Linked DNA regions of Mus musculus: all the other regions are linked to region 4. A link is a contact called in public HiChIP or PLAC-seq and promoter capture Hi-C data. All regions are on one chromosome and are shown on one strand. The core of a region is the stretch at or near the end of the contact, and the rest is flanking DNA. Distances in the headings are between cores, read along the strand shown. Region 1 holds the start of Copb2 (coatomer protein complex, subunit beta 2 (beta prime)). Region 2 holds the start of Nmnat3 (nicotinamide nucleotide adenylyltransferase 3). Region 3 holds the start of 1700065D16Rik (RIKEN cDNA 1700065D16 gene). Region 4 holds the start of Pxylp1 (2-phosphoxylose phosphatase 1).

Region 1 (2,700 bases), core at 160-2,659, 1.7 Mb after region 4:
CACTATTGCAGAACTTGATGTTGCTGACCTGCAGCAGCAAAAGATGGAGACACAAAATGAGCACGGCAGGTGGGGGCTTAACTCTCCAGCAGGTAAACTACAGGTGTTATATAGATTTAAGTATTATCAACAGGTTCTGTGGAATGGAGATGTTATTTTATTTTATATTTATTGATACTGTGTCAAATTAAAAATGCAAAGAGAATTAAGGAATCAAAAATAATAGAAGCCCAGCTATTCTCCACACTAGATATAGTTCACATTTTAAAAAGTTTCAACTAATTCTTGCAATTGGTTGCGCTACAGTATGCGATTATGTGATTATTCATGTCAATTATGTAAAAATCTCATTACTGAGAGAAAATTTGTTTTTACTGACAGAATAGTAAAAATGGATCTTTGAAAACTATCTGACTTTTTGTATATGAAAAACTGAGGCCTATAAATCTCCCAAGAGCCAGGCACTACCTAATGAAAACTCACCCTTACTTCTCTCAGGCTATACAATTCCTTTCTGGAAACCTAGGCTTTTCTCCAACTAGAGGTTTATAAGGAGCTAAGGGCAACTTCCATTTGTTTCATAGCATTATCTTTTTAAAAGGTGTGTGAAATCGATACACAATGTATTTGCACTTTTCCTGGCAATCATTTTTTTGAAATTCAACTAATTTATTAAAGAGCTATTTTGGCATAGCAGATAGAGCACTGGGCTTCCAGGGCGTATTCTCCCCTGAGCCCAGATCTTAACAACACTACTTACTATGCCATCTTGGCCAGTAAACCTGAGTTCTTTGAGTCTTACATTTCCAATCAATAAAACGGAGACGACTCCTACGTGATGTGGCAGTACCACCAACTGAAGGTACATAGCCAAACAAACGACCCGGTGGATGCTCTTTGAAGGGTAATCACCCGACTGCCTCCGGGAGCCTCCAGAACCAAGATCTCAGGGCTCCTCGGAGCCTCAAAGGCGGGAGCCGCGCCCACATCTTTTCCGCCTCGGTCGGTTTCACCCAAGACCCAGACACCGCTCTGGGCCCCGTTCCGGAGCCCGCTGGAGTACACAGTTTTAGAGCTTTCTTTTCTCTGCCAGAGGCTCACGCTGTTCGGATAGCGCTTCCGGGCCCCTCCACTGCTGCCGACGTTCAGCAGGAATCCAGCACTGCGCTCCATCTTCTTGCCTTTCTGAAACTGACCGAAGGTGAGCAGCCCAGACCGCCGCTAGTCACCGCCCAACTCTGGCCACAGCAATACACTCCATCAGCCAGCTCAGCAGCGGGAGACGCGGAAGTCCGCGTTACCTAGGAAACTGGGGCGGGACCATGCACGGACCGCCTTACGGAGGGTGTGCGCAGGCGCAGAGCCTGGCTCCGAGTACCGCGAGAGTCGCTTCCCGGAAGTTCCACGTCAGTGGGTTGGCCGGTCCACGGGTCGGTGGGTTCCTGAGTGTGTCGCCTTGAGCCTGTGACGGGCAGGGGCTCGCTCGGACAGTCGGAGCCATGGTAAGTCGGGCCTCAGGGGACAGAGAGTGGAGCCCACCGGCTGCGGCGGGTTCCCGGGGCTTCTTGGCTAGGAGCAGTAGCTAGAAGCGGTCTGCGCTGCTACTGCTGCGGCCTGACGGGGTCCTCCTGTCCCGTTGGCGTCCTGGGAGGAAGAAGGCCAGACCGGGAGGCTGCCGTGGTGACACAGTAGTGTAACTGGGTACCCGCGAAGGAGCGGCGCCCCCGACTCTCAGGGCGGTCAGGGCGCCTGTCAGTGCCCTTGCAGTCTGCACCGGGTCCGGTAGTGCAAGTAAATGCTAGAGTCAGGACTCGGATGCCAAAGGCAACTTTGACCAAGTCACTTTATTCTGTCATTGAGGGTGGTGCTTGCTAACCCACCTTCCAGGTTGCGTGAGGTGTTTGGTAGTGTGCAGGCACCACATTGCAAACTTAAGCAGAGGAAAACCAGAACTAAACAAAGTTAAATGTATATGGAGCCAGAGGTGAAATTTCAAATGCTATGGCAGCCCAGCTCGTCGTTTTCTAGTTGATGTTGATTGGGCCTTCTGTGCACACAGAGGATGACCTTTTTGGGGAAGGCCCTGAGATCTGCCTAACTTAGTTTTGAGACATATTTTTAATAGTCAATTAAAAATTGACTTTCCTTCTTCAATGTTTGTGAGTTCCATACCCACACATTGAACCAGCTTTCGGTGGAAGACATTTGAGGAAAACTGTTGTGTGAACATGTGCTGTCATAGTATACAACGACTCTTTACAACTTTGACCCCTGTATCGGTGTTCTAACTAATCTAGAGATGACCAGGAGTGATGGGTAAATTATAAGCACTTAAATAACTGAACGTGAGCGTTTTGATTTGGTGGAGGATACTGGAACCATGTGCAGAGATACTAAAAGATGGCTGTATTTTAAGTCTCGAGTAAAAAGTACAAAACATGACTTTATTTATTTGCTCACTCACCATAGGAGCATTTCACTGTCCTGCATTTTGCTAAACATTTACCAGCTGATTGTCACCGCAGCCTGTGGATAATTATGAGTAATGTTTATGGTGGTTACTATAAGCCGTGCTCTGCTCTAACTGAACTCTGATTTTAATTCTCAGAATGCTAAGAGAGATATTATTATTATCCCTGTTATACAAGTCAAACCTTGGGTGTTAATTAAACTTACTACCATGTGTCTGACATGAGCGCT
Region 2 (2,700 bases), core at 159-2,658, 1.4 Mb after region 4:
ACTTGGCCTTTGGTTAATTTATGAAAGTAAACCAACCTGTAGGAGTGTGTACACTACATATGCTCACAGATGCCTCCAAATTTTGTGACACACCACCTACGCTGCTGGCATCAGTAAGAAACTATCCAAAGGACACTGTACACTTAGCTACTATCGTGCTGCTTGAACCTCCTCCAAAGCCATCGAGGTAGAGGGTTGTTTCTACTGATTACAGGGAAGGAAACTGAAACCTGAGTAGGTAAAGCTGCTTGCTTGGGGTCACTTTATGGAGGTGCATTGTACCCTAAGTTTCCCAGAAGAAACGCAAAGGGCACAGGGTCTACTGCCTGAGTGGGGAGGTATCTTTTCCCTGGTTTCTTAGTGGGGCTACCTGTGTGCCCACATACTGATTAATGGCAAAGGTGTGGCCCTTCCTAAGAGCCTGGGAATATCATGGGAGACTGGGGATAGAAACTGGGTCCAGAGCTAGCTCTCCACCCAGGAGTTGATTTATCACTGTGGCTAGGAGGAGGGGGGAGCTTAAATGTTTAGCATTCACAAGCCTTGACATCACCCTTGATTTTTCCCCCCACCCTGCAACTCACTCCATTAGGATTGACAGGCCACGGTGAAGCTTCTTGTGAGGGCTGGGCAGTTATAGAGGGTTATGGGAGGCTGAGAAACTACTCTGCATTAGCGAGGCAAATTAAGGTTCTAAATTACACAAAGACCTCCGGGAGTAGGTCCTGAATCTCCAAGGATTCGGTTGCAATTTCTTAGTATGAATGAATATACTTGCCAGAAAGTCCTAATTGTATTTTCTTTCTAAAATAGCCCCCATTTTCCCCTCCCCCAAACTGTGCCAGCTTCAGAACCCCATCCCCCCACAACCTTTATCCTCACCAAGGCAGAGCTGGAGAATAGAGGTGTAAATGTGTCAGAAGAGGGAAGCAGGGGCCCAGGAAGAGTAAATCCTCATCTAACATGGCAGAAAGTCAATAGATAAATCAAGAAATCGCTATGTAAGCTCTTTTTCTTTCTTTCTTTCTTTTTTTTTTTTTTTTTTTTTTTTTTTGCGACAAAAAGTGACCATCCAAGGAAGGGACTGATGAAAAAGGGCTCTAGGTAGAGCAGAACAGGAGGGGCTTGTTTCTTTCATTGTAAGTAGCTATTTTATACTTTAAGAACTGTTCATACATTGCTTGATATGGTTTTAATTCAGGCTTTTAAAAACCAGAGTGAAAGTTAGATGAAAGAAACAAACAGAATACAAAACTAAAAAAAAAAGTAAAAAATGAAAACACAGAGCAGAAAGGCCACAGATGACAATCTACTGAGGACCTGAAGAGCGGGGGCGGGGCACGGGGCGTGGTCTTAGGTCGCTGAGGGGGCGGGGCAAAGCTCCGCTCTGTCTCCCGGGAGTTCCGCCCACAGCAGGAAGCTGGGAGCGCAAGGTCAAGTTCACTCGCGGCTCCGCCCCCAGCCTGGGTCAAGACTAGTTAGTCTTAGGGCGATCTGCGGGGTGACCCATCCTGGTCGAGCAGCAGATCCGCGGTCCCTGTTGACTCTGAGCGGAGCCCCGCGACGCGCAGGTAAGCACAGCCAGCGACCTTGGCTGCCTGCTTCGCCCGCGTGGGTGTCCACGAAGCCTTGAGTCCCCGCGTACCTACCAGGCCCACGTGACTCTCGGGGGCGGCGACTCGGGCGCGCGCGCGCACGACAGAGTCAGATGGCTGTGGAGCGCAGAACCACGCTAGCCCCACGGTCACTTTTCTGACCGATTGGCTCGAGCTGACACGGGTTCGGATCCCCCCTGCAGCACGTTTACAGTCAGTTAAAAGTAAGTGTGTGACAATTACAGCGTATTGTTCAGTGTTCTCTTTCTATTGGCCTAAGTGGGGTTCCAGCGATTGTCACGTGTAGCGTGCTGCCCCGCAGAGCACAGACTAGCGAGGAGACCTCCAGCAAAGGCAAACCACACACATTAAAGTATGACAGTTCAAATTAGTAGGAGCTGTGGAGATAATTTTTAAGATAAGTAAATAAAAGCGCAGGGTGCTGGAGAAGTTTTATTACGTTTCCCGTCAGCAAAACCTGCTGGAGCTAAAGCTACCCCGTGAATGACGGAATTCCAGACATAAAGTAAGGCTTGGGAAGGAGGTTCCCTTGGGATCGTCCTGCAGAGAGCTGGTGCCTGCGAGTTCCTGTCCTAGTTAGTCGACGTCAACAAGTGAGTCATCTGGAAAGAGAGAACTTGGAGTTTTTAAATGCCACCATTAGACTAACCTGACCAAAAGGGTGTGGGGGCATTTTCTTGATTACTGATGTATGTAGGAGGGCTCAGCCCACAGTGGGGGATTCCACCACACCCTTTCCCACGTCCCCCACCCCAGTGGTGGTCCTTAGTTGTAATAGGCTGAGCAAGCCTTGGAGAACAAGCCAGGAAGCAGTGGTCCTCCATGGCCTCAGCTTCAGCCCCTGCCTGGATTTCTATCATTAATGGGACTGTGACGTTGGGAGAGCAAGGCAAATAAAGGCTTCCTACCCGAGTTGCTTTTGATCAGGGCATTTGCCTCGGCAGTTTCTTAAGCCACTGTTCTAAGATGGGACTGCTTGTACTACCAGGAAATGGGTTTGTGGGAAGCAGCTGCCAGAGCTGTTCAGACAGCAGCGGGCACAGCAGGGGTGAAGGTATCTCTGCTCCTCAAGACTGAACTTGAG
Region 3 (2,700 bases), core at 193-2,692, 1.0 Mb before region 4:
TGGAGAGCTATCAGTACCTCCCTACCACTTACCGACACTGGGTGATGGTGCTGTCCCTCAGTTGTGTTGGATCATATTCACAGATAGCCTAGGACATATGTGGACTGCCCATGGTGGCCCACCAACGGCACTGGGAGGAGAGGGGGTGGTATTGGAATGTAAAGTGAAAAACAAATAATTGTTTCAAAAATTGCTTTTTGGATTAGATTTGCCAGAGCTCTGCTGTTTGGGGTCCTGCACTTCAGAACTGCAGTGCTACTCAGTGATGAATTACATACTGGGTTGTTGTTGTTGTTGGTGGTGGTGGTAGTGGCTTTTGGTTTTGTTTTGTTTTTTGAGACAGGGTTCCCCTGTATCCCAGACTGCCCTTGAGCTCATTATAGAGCTAAGGATGGCTTTGAACTCTTGATCCTTCTGCCTCTATACCCAAAGTAAGGGGATTGTAGGCATGTGCAACTATGCCTTCTTTTTTAAAATCGTTTAACTGTAGTTTGTTTAGTACTCTAGGTCCTCTGTGCCCGAGCCTCACGAGCTAGGTTAGTGCTCTTCCACTGGACTGTGCCCTCAGCTCTGTCATTATTGTCATCTTTCTCAACATGATTTCAAAATAGCTAGCTTTTCTTGCTTTTTAGCAGATACACTATTTTTCATAGTTGCCTGTCCTATGTTAGGTTTCTATTGCTGTGATGGAACACAATGATGGAAAGTGACCTGGGAAGGAAAAGGTTTGCTTCAGCTTAAAGTTCCTCGTCACAGGGCATCACTGAAGGAAACGGGGCAAAGGGATGGGTGTTCAAAGTACAGCTTTGCAGTCAGAGCGCATCTGGCTGCCATTCCACCACTTTTTAATTTTATTTTTGGAGGTTGTATCAATAATTACCCTTGTGTCCTAAACAGCAAATGTAAGGATTACTGCATGGCCTTACCTAGTTAAATATGCCATTCGAACATAGTGAAATATCTAACTTTGTTGGGTCGTCAGGTCCCTCTCCGACCCAGATCCTAGCTTACGGCTTCCCTGAGCATCCAGGTTTGAGCAAAAAATACCCGTGGAGTAGGTCACGCACTCGCCTGGGAGGGAAAGTGGGCGGGCACGTCCGCTGTCGGCTCCGCCCCTGTCGCCTCTGGGATTTCCCCAGGGTTCCAACCGCAACCGAGAGCGGCTTCCGGGAGGAGAATTTTGGACCTCGCGGGGCTCCGTCGACGCTCCGCCCTCTCCACCGGAGGCGGCTGTGGAGAAGCCCGGCGCCGGCGGCGGCTGTTTTGAGAGCCGCTCGGTGTCACCATGGGCGACCACGGGCTGGAGCTGGCGTCCATGATCCCCGCCCTGCGGGAGTTGGCCAGGTAGGGCCGCGCGTCGTCGCCAGCTTCGAGTCGCCGGGTCTCCTCGGCCCGCGCCGCGGCCTGTGGCCGCCGTTCCCTCCCTCACAGTGGCAGTTGGCCGGAGCGCCGTGGCGACCCACGTGCCGGGGTGACCGTGGCAGCCGCGGCTCGGCTCGCGGGGAGCCAGTCCACGCGAGCTGCTTCCCGCTTGGCCTCGAGAAGGGTCTCTTCTGGCCATCTTACCACACTCGTTTGCTTCCCGAAAACTTCCCCCGGGTCCTGGTCCTTTGGTCGTTGTTGACGGAATCCATTGGCTGAGGTTTTGTTTGGGAATCACGGCCCCGCTTCTGAGGGAAGCGCGGCGGTTTCTCCTCCGAGAGAGGCCGAGCGTCGGCCAGCCCGCTACTCTAGTCGGAAGTCCCCGGGACTGGCCACGGGTCCACGGAGTCCAACGTGCACAGCGTCCCCCAAACTAAAACACGCGTTGGTGTTCATCTGCAGTTGCCTCTTTGAGGCTCGCCGCCTTCAATCCCAGAATTTGGGTGGCAGAGGTGCCCCTAGGCCAGCCAGGACTAAATAGTGAGACCTTGCCTCTGGAAAGACAAAGACAAGAGAAAAAAGGGGGTGGGGGGAAGCAAACCCCTTGTTTCTGTCAACCTCGAGAGTCAAAGGAGAACCGGGTTCCAATCAGAAATTAGCGCTTGCCACGCCCCTTCTGCGCTCTAGGTTTTCCTCTGTCAGGACACCGCAGCCATTGAGTTCTCAAGTCGGTTCTCTCAGGCTGGAAAGTTTGCACGTAGAGTTAGTGCTGACCTTAAGTCTGTGAGCTATCAGTTTCCTTTTAGTTTTGCACCGCAGCGATGTTCATTTCCTCCTGTTGGCCATACCAAAAACCGAAAACCTAAATTAGAGGATAAATGAAAAGACCACTTTTGTACTGTCTGAAGGGTTTTTTTGTTTGTATGTTTGTTTTTTTACTTTGCATGAATGTGGCAAATAGACTTTGTGGGAGCAAAAAAAAAAATCATTAAAAATTTGAATTTAGTAATTTCTGTCTAAAAGTATATGAGATAAAGTGATTTTGGAAAACTGATAATACAAATTTTGTCATCACTGAAATTCTGGAAGGCAGGGACCAACACCTGAGGTTGTTCCCTGTCCTTAACTCATGTACCGTGGCACAAGAACCTATATTCATATGTACATACATACATATATATCTCACATGCGCATACAGACTTTTTAAAATGATTAAAATTTTAAGTTTAACAGCTATTAATATATTAAAAACTTACATAATTCAACAATAAAAAAGTTTGATGAAAAAAATGAATAAGGAAATTGAGATTTTTCTCCAGAGAGAATATAAAATAGCTA
Region 4 (2,700 bases), core at 11-2,510:
TCTGAGGAGGGGGCTGGTGCCAAGCCCGACCGACAGTTCCAGAGGGTAGGCTGGGCTCATCACTGTCTAGTCCATAGTCAGGGTCCAGCCTGGGACTTGCCGCAAAGAGCAACAAATGTCCCTAAGCCATGGAACTCTCCCAGAGCCCCTCCTTGATCACTCACTCATCCCACATTTCCCTATCCACACCAGATCTGATCCAGATTCCTAACTGGTTTTTACCTGTTGAATGTTTAGGAAGCATCCTTGCCTTTCCACAAAGACACGGGCCCACCCTAGAGGGGACAGTTACGTTCCCAGAGCTGTGGTGAGAGAGTGGGGATGTGGCTCCATTTCCCCAGCATAGCTAAATCTTCCCCGATCCACAGGTACTACTGACAGCCAGTCACAGCAGCAAAGAAAACCTGCTCCATATTTGTGGGTAGCAAAGCCGGCTTCTTTTTAAGAAATCGCAACCTATCCAAGTTCACCAAGCAAAAGCAAGCAAAGAAGTAACCACACTGTCCTAAACAGAACACTGAGCAAGCATAACCTGCACGCGTGAAGTGGCCCTGGGCTGGGCCCAGGGTTCCTGCGCCGCAGGCAGCAGGTAGCTGGCGAAGCACCAGCCCCACCCCCGGGGCAGGCCCTGAAGTTGCAGCCCCTTTTTACCTGGACACTGCAGCTATGGGACAGCCGGGAGAAGGGGGACCCCGGAGCTCAGATTCCCGCTGAGTCGTTCAGCAGGAGCGCCTAGGCAGAATGGGACCCCGCTGGGGTGGCGGCGGGGACCGTAGGAGCAGAGCTGGGAGGGAGAGGCGAGCGGCAGGCAACCAGGAGGAGGTAGGCGTGGGAGGGCTTGAGGGAGAAAAGGGGGTGTGCGGGCAGGCTTCTAGGGTGCAGGGCTGAGAAAGGGGAGACGGATCGGAGGGCAGGGACCCCTCTCCAACGCGGGGAGGGTATGGGGAGAGGTGGCAACTGGGGAGCGCGTAGATAAGGGAAAGAGCTTGGTGGCAGGGCTCACACCCGCTGCTTGGAAGCCCGCCCCTGCCTCCGGATCTTGGCATCGCGGACACCTCTCCGGGGTCGCCCCCCAAGACCCTAGACACAAGCCCGCCTTGCGAGAAGCCTCACAACCGCTGGGACCCGGCGCGCACCACACTCACCGCCTACGGTCCCGGCCTCCGTCGCTGTGCGTAGGGATCTCCACCCGCAGCCAGCTCCTCCTGGCGGGAGTGCAGGCGGCGGTGGCGCGCGCAGGCCGCCAAACTCGGGGTTCCGCAGCGCCCCCTACCGGGACCGCCGGGTCCCTGCCCGGCCCGACGCGCTCAGGGCGCCCTGGAGCTCCGCCCCGCAGGCGGCCGTGCGGGACCAGCAGGCTGCGGCGACCCGCATCCCGGGCCTTGGAGGCACACATGGCCTGGAGTGTCCAAACAGTCATCCAGACAGGCTCCGGTCGCGCCGTCCGGGTCCGGGAAAGCGCGCGCACTCGGAGCGCACAGGGCCTATGCTCCTCCCTATGCCGGACTTAGGACCCGGGAGGGTGCCATGGCCCCAGGACACTGCCCTGGACCCGTCCCAGCCTTGGCTAGGGTGCTTTGTGACTGCGTGCCTAACTCCGCGCCGCGGATCTAGCTGCGGATGTGGGTCCTGCGGTGCCTCGTGGACTCAAAACTGGCATATCCTAGCCACCGTGCCACCTCCACCCAAGCGCCTGTCCCGCGCTTCTCTTCCGGCGCGGGCCACATCCGGCCTGTGTCTACTCTAGACCTGGCAGTAGTTTTGTCCCTAAAGGCCTGCAGGCATCCACCCTTGAGAGGTCGTGGCTGTGTCACGGGGGCGTTTCTGCATGACCCCAGGGCTGCCAGCCAAAGACCCGCGCAGCACTCGTTCTATAAAGCTGTGTTTGTGGGTCTTTTGTTGTTGTTGTTTCAAATGCTGTAAAAAAGGATCTCACCAACCACAATTGTGAGATTGCCTTTGTTGTCAGTTCTGGGACTACAGTGACACCCTTGTGCCTCTCTCAACTGCAAAAGAGGTGCGGTTTTGAGGGTAGCGCATCACTTGATTTTCCCTAACTCATTCGATAGTGACTAAATCAAAACACTTTATATTTTATCCATATTTTTACCTCCAATTTCTCCCCTCAAATCAGCTAGATTCTACTTCCCTAGCCTGCATTCCATTTACCCCCATGGTCCAGCCATCTGGAATGCCTTCTCTGTTCAATGCCTTGATGGCCAGCTGGCACTTGCCTGAGGACACTAGTTACTATCCCTCTCACCCAATTACCCAGGCTCAACACCACCTTCAGCCTGCTTATCCCTTCAGTACTAGCGACAGCTTTCTCCAATACGTGAGCATGAAATCTCACTCCCCGTTAAATTCCTACTTGGGCTGGCCCTCAAGGACCACCACAGTCCAGGCATCCTATCCAACACAGACTCTTCCTTCTCGCCACGGACTCTTGACAGTTCTGCTCTAATTCCAAGTTCCACTCCTTCACAAGTCACACAGGCTGCAGATGACAGACAACTCCATCCACACTAGCCCAAAGCAAAATACATACATACATACATACATACATACATACATACATACATACATACATACATCAGAAAAGGGGGTTAGGGCAGGGCTTGTCAGCTTCAGGCCTGGAACTTGACCCCAGATGCTCAGCTTTGCTTTCTCTCAAGTCTACTACCCTTTCAGGAACACGGG

What was found. Promoter capture Hi-C pulls out the DNA fragments that hold promoters and counts their contacts. HiChIP or PLAC-seq counts read pairs in DNA pulled down with a chosen protein or histone mark. Capture Hi-C pulls out chosen DNA fragments and counts their contacts.
Region 1: a contact with region 4 is called in a promoter capture Hi-C map of adipose tissue, with 4 times the contacts expected there. The contact joins the promoter of Copb2 here to the promoter of Pxylp1 in region 4. A contact is called at or near these places in 3 of 39 promoter capture datasets (cranial neural crest, hippocampal neurons and pre-B cells), 1 of 115 datasets of contacts at active chromatin or transcription factors (large pre-B cells) and 1 of 9 other capture datasets (adipose tissue).
Region 2: a FOXA1 HiChIP or PLAC-seq map of pancreatic cancer cells shows a contact between it and region 4. The contact joins the promoter of Nmnat3 here to the promoter of Pxylp1 in region 4. A contact is called at or near these places in 3 of 39 promoter capture datasets (hippocampal neurons, liver and pre-B cells) and 2 of 115 datasets of contacts at active chromatin or transcription factors (pancreatic cancer cells and stem cell-derived neural progenitor cells).
Region 3: a contact with region 4 is called in a promoter capture Hi-C map of pre-B cells, with 5 times the contacts expected there. The contact joins the promoter of 1700065D16Rik here to the promoter of Pxylp1 in region 4. A contact is called at or near these places in 1 of 39 promoter capture datasets (pre-B cells) and 1 of 484 Hi-C or Micro-C datasets (CD4 T cells).

The regions. Positions count from the first base shown.
Region 1 is chr9:98,562,322-98,565,021 of GRCm38.p6, forward strand. Copb2 (coatomer protein complex, subunit beta 2 (beta prime)) reads left to right here and starts at 1,410. Exons shown (of 22, transcript NM_015827.2): 1 at 1,410-1,502. The coding sequence starts at 1,500. It overlaps 4930579K19Rik (RIKEN cDNA 4930579K19 gene), which reads right to left and starts at 1,290. Exons shown (of 1, transcript NR_029444.1): 1 at 139-1,290.
Region 2 is chr9:98,295,162-98,297,861 of GRCm38.p6, forward strand. Nmnat3 (nicotinamide nucleotide adenylyltransferase 3) reads left to right here and starts at 1,409. Exons shown (of 5, transcript NM_144533.3): 1 at 1,409-1,819. Gm46126 (a long non-coding RNA gene) reads right to left here. Exons shown (of 2, transcript XR_001779264.2): 2 at 2,036-2,218.
Region 3 is chr9:95,856,440-95,859,139 of GRCm38.p6, forward strand. It overlaps 1700065D16Rik (RIKEN cDNA 1700065D16 gene), which reads right to left and starts at 1,443. Exons shown (of 2, transcript NM_001271569.1): 1 at 1,068-1,443. The coding sequence starts at 1,317. It overlaps Atr (ataxia telangiectasia and Rad3 related), which reads left to right and starts at 1,158. Exons shown (of 47, transcript NM_019864.1): 1 at 1,158-1,344. The coding sequence starts at 1,286.
Region 4 is chr9:96,888,214-96,890,913 of GRCm38.p6, forward strand. It overlaps Pxylp1 (2-phosphoxylose phosphatase 1), which reads right to left and starts at 1,261. Exons shown (of 6, transcript NM_001289647.1): 1 at 1,146-1,261.